2 separate regions of the Xenopus laevis genome follow, and region 1 is linked to region 2. A link is a contact called in public Hi-C data. All regions are on one chromosome and are shown on one strand. The core of a region is the stretch at or near the end of the contact, and the rest is flanking DNA. Distances in the headings are between cores, read along the strand shown. Region 1 overlaps LOC108702751 (disks large-associated protein 4). Region 2 has its middle 19 kb from the start of tgif2.S.

What was found. A called contact is a pair of places that touch in the nucleus more often than the background predicts.
Region 1: a Hi-C map of the XL177 cell line shows a contact between it and region 2, with 4 times the contacts expected there. The contact joins two enhancer-like sites. A contact is called at or near these places in 3 of 4 Hi-C or Micro-C datasets (the XL177 cell line, the XTC cell line and animal cap).

Annotation. Positions count from the first base shown.
Region 1 is chr9_10S:33,654,770-33,661,644 of Xenopus_laevis_v10.1, forward strand. All of the region lies in intron 7 of LOC108702751 (disks large-associated protein 4), which reads right to left. Among protein-coding and RNA genes, the nearest start is that of LOC108702751, 55 kb to the right of the region's middle. Within about 2 kb of position 5,197, at least 1 of the 7 cell types and tissues checked has an H3K27ac peak or open chromatin away from gene starts, as enhancers often do.
Region 2 is chr9_10S:33,607,617-33,614,812 of Xenopus_laevis_v10.1, forward strand. No RefSeq gene overlaps it. Among protein-coding and RNA genes, the nearest start is that of tgif2.S, 19 kb to the left of the region's middle. Within about 2 kb of position 2,190, at least 2 of the 7 cell types and tissues checked have an H3K27ac peak or open chromatin away from gene starts, as enhancers often do.

The DNA of each region.
Region 1 (6,875 bases), core at 3,947-6,446, 50 kb after region 2:
ACACATTACAATTCTCACAAAATATTGTTTGTTTTCTCTACTAACATTAAGAGCTGAATTGTCAGATATGCAGGTAGAAACAAAAGAACTCTTCCTCTATGTGACAATTCAGCATTAATATTTTGCAGAGGCAAAGCTATCAACTTTCCCCTATTGGTATCAGGAAGACATGTGGTGTGCGCAAGCTTCCCGCTAAATATCTTTCCAGGTTGTGAAGTCAGTGGACGTGAAGGAAGTTATGTAACTCGCATGTGCAGAACCTCTCCTGAAAGCCACCAAAACCACAATGCTTGCACATACATACACTTGATTTTGCCTGAAAATCTACAGCAGTTGTCAAAAATTTGGGGAAATGCATTTGAGTTACAGGAGATGGGGGGACTTATCTGGAAAATTTGGTAACTTTGGGGAAAGTCGAGAGAGTAGACAGCTCTGGAAATGTTCAAGAGCCTTTAAAGGTGCTCGATAAGAATTTTCCAATCTGTCTGATAGGAAACCAATATCAATGTCAAAATACACCTTCAATTCCAAAAATCCTGGAATCACTAAGCACACCTAGGGGCCATTCTCCAGTGGCACTCACCCTCTGAAACATTGTGTTGGTTAGCTATCACTGATTAGTGTAGAACTAAGCGCTGTTTACATCATTGTTGTCCAGTGGCTCTAAATGTAGTTCGATCAAACCATGGTAGCACTTAAGATGGCCATACGTGGCCCCTCTTAAAATGATACTGAAACTAAATAAAACTACTCTTCAAAATATTAATGTACATTAAAGGGATACTGTCATGGGAAAAAATTTTTTTATCTAAATGAATCAGTTAATAGTGCTGCTCCAGCAGAATTCTGCACTGAAATCCATTTCTCAAAAGAACAGACAGATTTTTTTATATTCAATTTTGAAATCTGACATGGGGCTAGACATTTTGTCAATTTCCCAGCTGCCCCAAGTCATGTGACTTGTGCTCTGATAAACTTCAATCACTCTTTACTGCTGTACTGCAAGTTAGAGTGATATCACCCCCCTCCCTTCCCCCCCAGCAGCCAAACAAAAGAACAATGGGAAGGTAACCAGATAGCAGCTCCCTAACACAAGATAACAGCTGCCTGGTAGATCTAAGAACAACACTCAATAGTAAAAACCCATGTCCCACTGAGACACATTCAGTTACATTGAGAAGGAAAAACAGCAGCCTGCCAGAAAGCATTTCTCTCCTAAAGTGCAGGCACACATCACATGACCAGGGGCAGCTGGGAAATTGACAAAATGTCTACCCCCATGTCAGATTTCAAAATTGAATATAAAAAAATCTGTTTGCTCTTTTGAGAAATGGATTTCAGTGCAGAATTCTGCCGGAGTAGCACTATTAACTGATGTGTTTTGAAAAAAACATGTTTTCCGATGACAGGATCCCTTTAAGTTACCTATAGCGCTGTTGATCATTTTTCACTAATAGCTCTGCTTTTAATTTTTACTTGAGGTTTTTGAACTGATTATACCTCCTCAACCCTTCAGTTGACAGACTACTGCTGCACAAATATGACAGCCCCTCATAGAGAAACACTGGGGGATCAGACATGCAGAGCTGTCAACACCTCCAATTTTATTGGGGATTTACCAGATTTTCATCTCTGTTCCCCGGTTTCCCATTACTCGGATGCATTCTCCTAAATTCTGATGATCCCTGACAATTTCTAATGATTTGCAGCAAAAAATCGAGTGTGTGCATGGAACATTTCAGTGATATCAGTGGAGCAAAGTTTATATGCTCAGTGTGGTGACAGCTTCAGGAGAGGTTTTGCACATGACGTAACATCATACATATCTCCCAACTATCCCGTTTTTAGAGGGACAGTCACTCTTTTGACAGCTCAACCTGCAGTCCCTCGTTTGTACTGTAAAGTCCTGTTTTCCTCTGCACTGAACAGCCAGAAAAAGAAACAAAGATTCTAACTTAATTGGCTTCTGGCAGAGAGCCCAGAACAGCCACAGCAGCAGATCAGATACTTTTGTTTCGAGATATGCAAAGAATTGTAACAATATAAGATAGCAGGTCCCTTGGGAAAAGTTAGACTAACAGCTTAAAGGGCAATTCACCTTCATTAGCAAAACTGTAATAACTGAAAAAAAACCACAAACTTTCATAATCTGCCAAATTATGTAAAATGAACATGGCAATTATGGGGTGTGGCCACAAAATGGGCATGTTCAAAAAAACGCCACACTACGAGCAGCAACTTTTTTTTGTCCCTCTTTTTAATTCCAAAATGTTGGGAGATATGTGTCCAGTGATGCCACAAATCCAGAAATTTTGAGCGCACCGCATTGTCTCCGTGTAGTAAATTGCAAAAGTTGACAGCTCTGGATTGTAAAAGAATTTGGTCTGCCCTAATGATCAAAACAATAGTGAGTAGCCACACACATGTATAACCCATCTTTTACTACCATCTGTTCATCCTGTGGGTAGATAGAATTGCCATATTTATCCATCAGGAAGGTAGGTTGTACCCCCCCCCCCCCAGTGAATACAGTTGTTGAATGCTGACCTTGTTAATTTCCATATAACGTCCCAACAGCCCTTGCGGTTGTCTGGGACCACATTCATACATGCAGTATGCAGTATAGTAAACTTTCCTTTTATTATATTGTGAATGGGGGTTTAAATCATAGACGTCTGTAAAGCCATGGGAGCAGGCTCTGCTCCTAAAAGTTTCTTGATGTGCCTGCACCTGGAGCCTTTGTGTCGGTCTAAATGCAGGCAACACCAAAATACATACTAACCCATTTCAGCATTCAAATGCACTTCATCTGCCTGCACACAGACCAATGCCATTGCTCCAGTTGCAGGCACATCGAGAAACTTTTCGGAGTGCAATCAGACTGAAAATCAGCCCTCGCGGGCACATGTCCTTCTCTACTGTTCCCATATGGAACCATTGTGGCTCTGGCACAACCTCGCTGATTTCGGTGTAAAGATGCAAAATCTTTGCATTTCTTCATCGAAATGAAGCCCCTCCGTTGTGCGAACGTGCAAACGAACGTGCTTCCAGTGGTGTGCACACGTGAACAAGCGATCTTGCTACCTAGGGGACTAGGGGATTGCTTCAAATAAGTGGAAGCAAGGTCCTGGCTAGGGGTAGGCTATAGAAGAGATACATGTCCGGTGCACCCCCACCGTTGTTACATAGTTAGTTACATAGTTAAATTGTGTTGAAAAAAGACAAAGTCCATCAAGTTCAACCCCTCCAAATGAAAACCCAGCATCCATACACACACCCCTCCCTACTTTTAATTAAATTCTATATACCCATACCTATACTAACTATAGAGCTTAGTATCACAATAGCCTTTGATATTATGTCTGCATTAACTGAATCAGCCATCACAACATCACCCGGCAGTGCATTCCACAACCTCACTGTCCTGACTGTGAAGAACCCCCTACGTTGCTTCAAATGAAAGTTCTTTTCTTCTAGTCTAAAGGGGTGGCCTCTGGTACGGTGATCCACTTTATGGGTAAAAAGGTCCCCTGCCATTTGTCTATAATGTCCTATAATGTACTTGTAAAGTGTAATCATGTCCCCTCACATGTCCCCTTTTTTCCAGAGAAAACAACCCCAACCTTGACAGTCTACCCTCATAATTTAAGTCTTCCGTCCCTCTAACCAGTTTAGTTGCACTTAGTCTCTGCACTCTCTCCAGCTCATTTATATCCCTCTTAAGGACTGGAGTCCAAAACTGCACTGCATACTCCAGATGAGGCCTCACCAGGGACCTAAAAAAAAGGCATAATTATGTTTTCATCCCTTGAGTTAATGCCCTTTTTTATGCAAGACAGAACTTTATTTGCTTTAGTAGCCACAGAATGACACTGCCCAGAATTAGACAACTTGTTATCTACAAAGACCCCTAGATCCTTCTCATTTAAGGAAACTCCCAACACACTGCCATTTAGTGTATAACTTGCATTTATATTATTTTTGCCAAAGTGCATAACCTTGCATTTATCAACATTGAACCTCATTTTCCAGTTTGCTGCCCAGTTTTCCAGTTTAGACAAATCACTCTGCAAAGTGGCAGCATCCTGCATGGAACCTATAGTTCTGCACAATTTAGTATCATCTGCAAAAATAGAAACAGTACTTTCAATGCCCACCTCCAGGTCATTAATAAACAAGTTGAAAAGCAAGGGACCTAGTACAGAGCCCTGCGGTACTCCACTGACAACACTGGTCCAATTAGAAAATGTTCCATTTACCACACTCTTTGTAGTCTATATTTTAGCCAGTTCTCTATCCAGGTACAAATACTATGTTCCCTATGTTGTGCCCTAAACACGTGGTTTTCAGGCTGGTTGGGCTGGTTTTCGGCCTGTGTATTTCAGCAGGCTGATTTTAGCCCCTCTGTTGCACTAGCATAAGGGAGGTTGCAGGCCGAGAATCTGCTGGGTGCCCCAGCAACCTGGCTGGCTACATCACCCCCTGCCCCCACGTCAACGCACTTTGTGCCCTAGGCACATGCCTCTTCTGCCTACCCCTAGTTCTGGAGAACAGAGAAACGTGTGACATAGAAGAGGAAGAGATGGACAATCAACCACCTGCTGCCAGTCGATCGATTAACTTCCGCTCTGGTTGCAGGAATAGGCATCCAAAACACAATGAAATCGCACATACGGATCACAAAGGGCTTGCCTCTCGATGTGTGTGTGTCTTGATAAAACACAACCTTTATTGAGCGATTTAAAAGCACACATACAGTAGAAACGGGCAGCGGAGGGCACGGCTTAATGTGTTTTGTAATCCCCCCCTACGGCAGAACATAGGTCAAGAGTTGGGAACTACTATATTTGTGCTCCTGAGTAATAAAAGTAGAAACCAGGACATACTACTGGCAGTGTAATTTACATCATATACAAAGAGACATATTGTTTTGGGTGGCAAAGTTAGAAAATCGATGTGACAAAAGCTGTTTTGGAAAGCCAGCAGCAGGATATCAGTTTATATTGGAAGACATATTTATAGAAGGAAGACAGAGGCTGGGGTAGCGTTCTGCCTAGTTTCCAACAAGAATGTTGTGTTCAGAAGATGTCATTTCCAGAAAGACATTAATGGGATATAAACAATTCATTGAAGTGCTGCTATAACAGTGCATAGAGGCTGCCGTTTGTGCTTAGCTTGGGAGAACGAAGAGTTAAGATTTAGTAGCAAACAAAGCATTTTATCTTTGTATTCCCAGTGTCACCTCCTCTGCTCAGAATGGTCCCCATAGTGTTATAATTTTCCTTTTCAGGTCTTGTTTTGATCTTGTACATTTGTAGGTATATTTATGAGGATAAAAACAGCTCTTCCAGCAGCTTATGATGTCTTATTTTTAGCTCACCATCACTTATCTGGGGGCATTATATATGCAATTACAGTGTTTTAGATATGACTAATTGCTACCTAGCTGACAGTTAATTTCCCTTTCCAGGTTTTGCAGTAAGTAGGACAACGTTTCTCTGAACAGAAAGTAAAAGAGGATTAACAATATAGTCTGTAAGAAATGACACATACTGTATGCTTGGGCAGTTGGGGTTTGTCTGATTTTGTCATTGTTGTAGCTGGTCTGTTTTAACAAGTAATGTGATCTGCTGATTTTTTGGGAGCTGTGAAAGAAGGAGGTGACAAAAGGGGTAAACTCACCAGTTTTCTACCTCTGGTGTATGATAATAGGGTTATTGTTTAAAATGTAAGCAATGCCCTTTTGTTTTACTCTCCTGCATTTGCCTTGTTGTACTATTCCAAAGTTCTGTTCAATATAGAATGCAAGGCAAAGACTGGGGAGGAAAGCAAGAGTAGGTACTTGGGAGAAAGTCCCATGACTACCATAAAAATGGACAATAGAATGGAACTTGGGAAGATTGGGACACAGTAGACTGGGGGAAGAAGGCACATAAGAAAAAAATGGAATGTAGGGGAAGATGGAGCATGTGGGTTGCAGGTAGGCAATTATATATGGAGAGACAAGAATGGTAAGGAAAATGGGAGAAACTACACATAGAGGGTAAAGGCTTAGAGAAGTGGAGCAACAGTTGCATATATAGCCTTTTTGTAGATTTCCATAAATATGTCCTTTTGTGTATTTTCCCCAAGAGGAAAAATTCTAATGGACTGTTTTCAGATAATGTCCAAATGGCTCTGTGTCAGAAGAGGAGTAAACTATGTCCCCCCCCCACCACCCCATCAGTGTTGGACTGGGACACCGGGGAACCCAGCCGCTCCCCTGCCCAGAATGTAGGCTCACTCCTAACTGGACCCGATAGAGGTGGAGGTATGTATGACAACAGGCACCTAGAAGAGGGCCATTCCCAGTTTGGCCCTGGATGCCCCTGATAATGTTTTTAAATCCTTTTAGTAGACCAAAAGTAAGTCTGATAAAGTACAAGGCTTGATTCCTGTATACCTACAGAGTTCTATATTAGAGTTTGTGTATCTCAATAATGAAGATAGGGAAGCTAACTGATGGTTGCAGTCATGGCTAACTGGAGCGTAACTACATAGGAAGCAGACCCTGTGGCTGCAGGGGGCCCATCAGGTACAGGGGCCTTATAAGGACCTAATTCATATACAATAAAATAAACATTGGTCAAACTTTAAACATTTTAGGGGTCTGGAAAATGATTTGCTTTGGGGCCCATTAACATCTATTTACGCAACTGATGGCTAAAATTGGGTTTCAAAAATGCCTTAAATCAAACGGTTTAGGGTATCATCAGAGGGTCCTGTGATGCTAACCTGACCTTCACAAAAGTAGAATAACGTATTCCCCACAGTACTATTTATTGCTTTTCAGTGGGCTGAAAATAAGATGGACTAGTATAGGTGTACCTCCTGAA
Region 2 (7,196 bases), core at 940-3,439:
TGCTGTTTACAGTGCAAAGTGCACCCAACCTTTCATAAAAAAAGCTAAAAAGAGGTCTGCATTTACATCAAATCCTTTAAAGAACTAAAGCCTAAAAACGAATGGCTAAAAATTCCATATTTTATATACTGATTGATTGCAGAAGTGTAAAGTTTCAGCTTGTCAATAGCAGCAATGATCCAGGACTTCAAACCTGTCACAGGGGGTCACCATCTTGGTAAGTGTCTGCAACACTCACATGCTCAGTGGGCTCTGAGCTGCTGTTGAGAAGATAAGCTTAGGTGTTGTTATTAGATTATTAAACAGAAAATTAGGTTGGCCTGTAATATAAACTGAAGCTACAAGGCTGATTATTAAATCCCTATACTAGTTGCACTGGTTTCTAAGCTGCCAAGTAGTAATTATCTATATTGATAATTAATTAGCCTTATATTGTGACATTAATATTGTATGTGTACTGTTTATTGTGAGCTCAGTCCCTAAGCTCAGTAAGTGACAGCAGCACAGAGCATGTGCAGTGATTCAGCAGAAAAGAAGATGGGGAGCTACTGGGGCATCTTTGGAGGCACAGATCTTCCCTGCTAAAGGGCTGGGGTTGCCTTTGGTTGGTACAGAAGTCTAAAACATAATGTACAGCAACTCTAGACTACTTCTTTAGTTAAGCTTTGGTTCTCCTTTAAGCAGCAACTCTATGCCTATATGCTACAATTACCAGATTTTGAGATTGAAATCTGGGGACAGATGTCAAGATGCAGCACTAGGGTTGCCACCCAGCCGGTATTTTACCGGCCTAGCCAGTAAAATACCTGCCGGGGCCGGTATTACAAATTTACCGGCAATGTAGCTGCCGGTAAATTTGTAATAAGATCAAAAGGAGCCCTCGCCTGCTCCCAATCCCCTGCAATTTACCTTTTTCTTTGCCTCTTCTAGCGACCGCGGGTCTCCATCGCGTGGCCCAGCCCTTTTTGACATCACACCCCACCCCTTTTGACGTCACGCCCGCCCTTTTTGAGGTCCCGCCCCCCCAACAGCCGGTAAAAAAAATTATAAAAGGTGGCAACCCTGTGCAGCACACACATTTGTGTATCACATATCCATTCAACCACAGCCACATTTATTTTTCCTTTATATATTTCCCTCGCACAGGCACAATACACTGGAAAAGTGTGACCTCAGAATTTCATGACACCAATATTATATAACAGACACCCTGTGGCACTTAGATTTTCATAGCACAATGACACAGTGTGGGTCCAGCGTTTCATGACAGACACAATGTGGCCCTAGTATTTCAGAACACAGATGTAGCACCAGCATTTTATGACAGGCTGGCCAGCAGCACTTCATTCCAGAGGTTACTGGCACTCCAAGAGCATTAAACGGTAGAGGGGGTCTGGTCGTGGGCCCACTGGGTTTTTCCCGGTGTCCCGCCGGGTCAGTCTGACCCTGTGCACGATTACTGAAACACAATGTGTGTAATGACTGAGTGAGGCATTGGGTACTGGCACCCCAAGCATACTACATTCACTGAGAAGCAGTGAACACAGGAACCCAAGCACATTATACAGTGAATCTTTAGAATTATGCTCTAGCAGGCAGGTGTTAACAATGTGCATTCCAGAAAGAGTAACACAGACTGAAAAGCAGCCCCTTCGCTCATGTCTGCAGTTTTCTGTGTCTGCACCAGGAGCCAATGCATCAGGCCAGACACATGGAGTAATGGATTTCTGTGGAGAAGTGCATACTTGTACATTTCATTGCCAAAGTCCGCTCCATGTGTCTGCACCCAGGTCAATGGCCAGAGGGTTTCTTTATCGGCCTGCACTTATATGCAGAGAGTCTGTCCATTGTGGCATTAGCCTAAAAGAAATGTGTCAATTTCAGGAATGTGTTAACTACTATCAGTCTTTAGCTATTGTAGACAACTCAACAGGCTAGAGCAGTGATCCCCCACCAGTGGCTTGCGAGTAAACCCCAGGGACTTTTTTTCATGCTTGTAGCTCCCCAACTCTTTTTACATTTGAATGTGGCTCACTGAAAAAAAAAGGTTGGGGACCCCTGGGCTAGAGCAACAGAAGGTGGGTTACAATTGAGTCACATAGCAAGACGCCTTTAACACCTACATCCCTTGTATCAGCTGTGAACCCAATCTTGCTGGTTTTATTTTGTAAACACACAGAGAGGCTTTAGGGTATTCATTCTGTCAATGTCAGACTGGGGGCTCATGCCTCCTTTGTTTGCCTTCCCCTGGTTTAAGCCAAAAAAAAGACAATGATCCGTGCCTTTGTTACGCCGTATCGCTGCATACGTTTTCCAACACAGGAAGGTAATGCTAAATACAGTACAAGCATGACTAGCTGCCTGGGGAAACAATCGGCTTGGCAAGATGGGGTTTCTATGGAGATCTTTTACATTACTGAGGGCAATAATTAGTAAGGTGACTGTAATATTACTCACCGTTTCTCACTACTGGCTCCTTTCATTACATGTGCTACCTTGTTGGATTTGCTCTGTATTGAGCTTTATCAGTTGCAGGTGCATTAAATCATTATCTTTATTATATTCCCCAATTCCCATTATAATAGGATTAAATGAGGCACGTGAGCATTACAGGACATTGCTAACCTTGTTCCACACAGCCTGTTGATTGTGATCGCACTGGTTAAATTCAGTTCTTACTGACTTATCAGTACCTAAAACACTCTTCATACACTTTGCTTGGTTAGCTTGAGATCTGACATGTTTTTGGCACTTTGTAAGCTGCATATAATAAAGCACAGAGGCCTGTATTCCCCCAGTGAATACAGCACTAATTTTGCTTGGTAGTGCTGTATTCATGAGGTATGGGGGCACTTAGGCATCCCACCTCCTGCTACCCTAACTTGTGCGTTGTTCTGGCACAGACGTTTGAGAGCACTGGCAGATGCCGGCCACAATGGACTCCTGTCCTTATCATCCGCTGTAAGACCTGGACTTGTGCCTGCTGACGTTGCATTCTGCAGCAAGGTCTTCAAGGCAGCCAGACACCTGACAGACCAGTGTCATAGTAAATGGCATCTTATGTTGTGTACCAGATAAGAAGCTGCAAATGGATATGCATTTGCTGTCAGCAAATGTCTTACAACACTGTTATGCTCTGCTACGACCCAGGGCACTTCCACCCATATCGGAATGTGAGAGGGTTTATAGGTCTTCTCAGTTCATTCATTTGGATGCAGATTATGGGCAGCTGGAGAGGTTTACCAAAACTAGTGACTCTTGGAAGAGTTGACATGTCTGCCCAATGTATAATTGAGTTAAAAGTGATGCTCAGCTCCTTTATTAGAGCAATACAGTGCATCCTTACCGTAGAACAGGCACCACACAGCATAAAGTAGAAGCAGGAAGTTCTGATTGAGCTTCGGCCACTCTGCTGTTTTCTCTATGATCGAGTTGATACATTGTAGTCTCAGAAAATAGTCCTGCGCTGAACCAATTTTTGAAACCCGACCCACAACCCGCATTCTTACCCGCTTGGACCCGCTAGTACTTTATCCACAATGCGATCTGCTGACCATCAAGAGAAAGGAAGTGCTGTCATAAATTAGAAGTGACATCATTAGATGTAGGCGTGATCATAAAAGGGAAAATTGTATCATACTTACCGTGATTTTCCTTTCCTTGACGTACTCCATATCGGTACTCTCCGGGATATCCCCACCCCCCATCAGAAGGACCCTCCCCAAAGCTTTAAAAGCCACTCCCACCCCAACATGGCGTCTTTGTACCAAGCTTTAAGACAACCATTGTAGAAGGGATGGGAACGTGCTGATATGGAGTACGTCCAGGAACGGAAAATCACTGTAAGTATGATACACTTTTCCCTGGACATACTCCATAACCGTACTCTCTGGGACATAGCAAGCTTAATGCCCAGTTGGGAGGGAACTAGGCTCTAACAGCCTCTTGGATAATATTGTAATAACTTACTGTTTTGGAGTACAGTAACTTGTCATACTATCTGCTCCAGGTGCAGAACCTAGTAATGTACAGGCGACATTATAGGATTAGCTGATCTCAACTGCAACCTAGAGGAAGAGAGTAATGAACAATGATACTCTGGAGAAGAAAATCCTGCTAGGACCTAGTCCTACACAAGGAAACTCACAGCAAGAGTGACCCCAAAAAAATATTGCTTCCAATGGAGCAAGGAAAACAGAAGAAAATTACGCCATGGTGGGGGTTGGAGTGGCTTTTAAAGCTTTGGGAAGGGTCCTTCTGATGGGGCATGGGGGGCGGGGATATCCCGGAGAGTACTGATATGGAGTACATCCAGGGGAAAAGTTTTTAAAACATAGGTAAAGGAGTAAAACTCACTACTGAGAAGACCCGCACCCGACCCATGACCTTCAAACCCGCAGAACCACTGGCCCACGTCTGTACCTGCACCTGAAAGTTGTACCCACAGGTTAAACGCTATTTTGCGAGTAACCCGCAGGTACCCAATCTGCTGCAGGAATCTACTAGAAAATGCACTCACATGGCTCTGTATGGAGGGATCTAATGGTATGTGTTTTAACAAACCGATTTTTGTGGGCGAGGGGCGGGGCTGCAGCAGGGACACAACTATAGAACAAACAGCCCCTGTAAAGGCTGGAGGGCCCAGAGGTATAGGGGCCAACAGAGCAACGACTGATAAGTGGTTTCAGTATATATCTAAGAAACAATATCGAATGCTTAAAGAGTCATTCCTCCATCTTTCCCAAGACATAGTACCATTAGTGTCAGCTTGGTCTCAAAACTGCGTGTACTAGGATTTCCTTAAGCATGGTATAGGTGCTACATTATGCTCTGTCATACTGCCAGCGTTTTCATTCAAGATATTCTAAGGCAATCACGTTAAAGTAACATGTAAACATTTTGTTCTGAGGGTTACAATGTCGGCAGCAAGGACTTCAATACATTGGGCAACTAGGGATATGTGGGCACATCTGTTCTTGTAGCATGGTAACTTTGGCTGTACCCATGGTTGAGTCTAGTCTTGGATCTTCAAAAGCCCCTTTAGAGTAGGCTAAGAAGCAGTGCTACTTAGAAACCAGATTATTGTAGCACCCAATTCTGGATAGTAACATAGAGCAACTTTGGAAATACAACCCTTTCCATTGTGACTCTATAGAACCAACCAGGCAGAGGCACTTCTTGGCATTTTGCTTTCCAATGAAGCAACCCCAATGCTTCCCTGTCATGTATTCAGAGGGGTTAGGAACTTCAGCTATGTAAAGACAGTGCAAATAGGGTCTTCTGCATTAAAGGAACAGTAACAACAGAAAATGAAAGTGTTTCAGAGTAATGGAAATATCACGTACTGAACTGGTACAACTGATCTGTTTGCTTCAGAAACACTACTATAGTTCATATAAACAAGCTGCTGTGTAGGCACTGTCTGTGATTATGAAAAATTCAGGCCTTGTGCCAGTGCTTCTGTCTGCAGAAAAATGCACTAACTCGGGTCCTAGTCCTGCCAGAATCCTCTTTTAAGTTCCTTTGCAGTGATCAGGGAGAAAGGCACTTTTTGCTGCCCCATGGGAGAAACACCAAGGCAACCACTGAAAACAAAGCTTTCATGTCATTCTAGATTAAAGAATCAGCCTATCCAATTCCCCTGTGTCCCACCAATAGGCTAAGGCTGATGTGAACATGTAATATTGCTTCATGCAAGGTCAAAGCAGGCATTTTAATGCTGATCAGCTCCAGTACCAATTTTAATGGTCTTGGAAGCTTCTTATATTGTTTGTAGGTTAGGTTTTCGTTCTTTTAAAATAACAGTACACCACTTACCAGTAGCCCTAAATATGCTGTGTATTACTTACCTTGTTATTCACAGGCTCATGTGTAGCTTTGTTGCTGCAGACAGTTTCCTTGTCCAGTAGGGGGTGCTCCTGCTATACACCACTGCTCAGACTATTATTTGTACAAAAACTGCCCCATTAAAGATCCTATCTGTCAAGGGCATGTCTAGCAACAAGTACTGAAATGAGACCTAAATCATAACCAAAGAAGTAGGATAGAAATTTTGTACATTGTTTTGGGATTCTGTACCAGCACAAGGCACAACAATTGGCGTCTCTGAAGATGCCCCAGTAGCTCCCCATCTTCTTTGCTGCTGATTCACTGCACATGCTCTGTGCTGCTGTCACTTACTAAGCTTAGGGATCCACTCACAATATACAGTACATATAGAATGGAAATGTCACAATATAAGGTTGATTAATAATTAATACAGATAATTACTTCATGGCAACACATACACCAGTGCAACTAGCATTAGAATGTACTGTAATGATCAGCCTTATAGCATCATCTTATATTACAGACCAAACTAATTTTCTGCTTGATAATTTGCAACAACCCCTAAGTTTAGCTTCTCAACAGCTGCTCAGAGCCCACTGAGCATGTCAGTGTTGCAGACACTTTCCAAGATGGTGATTATTGCTGCTATTGAGCCATATTTATTTTTAGGGTTTAGTTCTCCTTTAAGGTCTGCACGGGCAGATTTAAGCTGCCAATTCTGGTCCTTTAGACCGATTCGGCCAGAAATCATCCAGGTATAGATTGGCAGGTTTGATTTTACCAATGATCAAGGACCACATTGGCTAGTTGATGTGGTCCTAGTCCCCTTGGCACCCATTCTCATAGTTGTAATCCGATCGTTTGGCCTGATATTGCCCTGCCTTTGGTGGGAGCGGATCTTATGGTGTATAGCCACCATTACTGAGGCACTGGTTTAAGGTGGCCATACACAGGCAGATTAAAGCTGCCGACATTGGTCCTTTAGACGGGTCTCCCCGATTGATATCTGGCCAAAAATTGGTTCGAATTTTCTGGCGATCAAGGACCGCATTGTCTAGTTGATGCAGTCCTACGACCCATCGGCACCCATTCTCTTTGTTGTAATATGATTATTTGGCCCAAGGGCCGAACATTGGGATTAACCAGATATCGTCCTTCCATTAGTGGGCATATCGGGGAAAGATCATTTGTGTATGGCCACCTTAAAGGTGGCCATACACAAAGAGATCTGCTCGTTTGGCGATGTCGACAAACGAGCGGATCTCTACCTGATATGCCCACATTGAGGTGGGCGATATTGGGCTGATCTGATCGTGGGCCTTAGGGCCAAACAATCGGATCAGAATGGAGGATAAACGGGCGGTCAG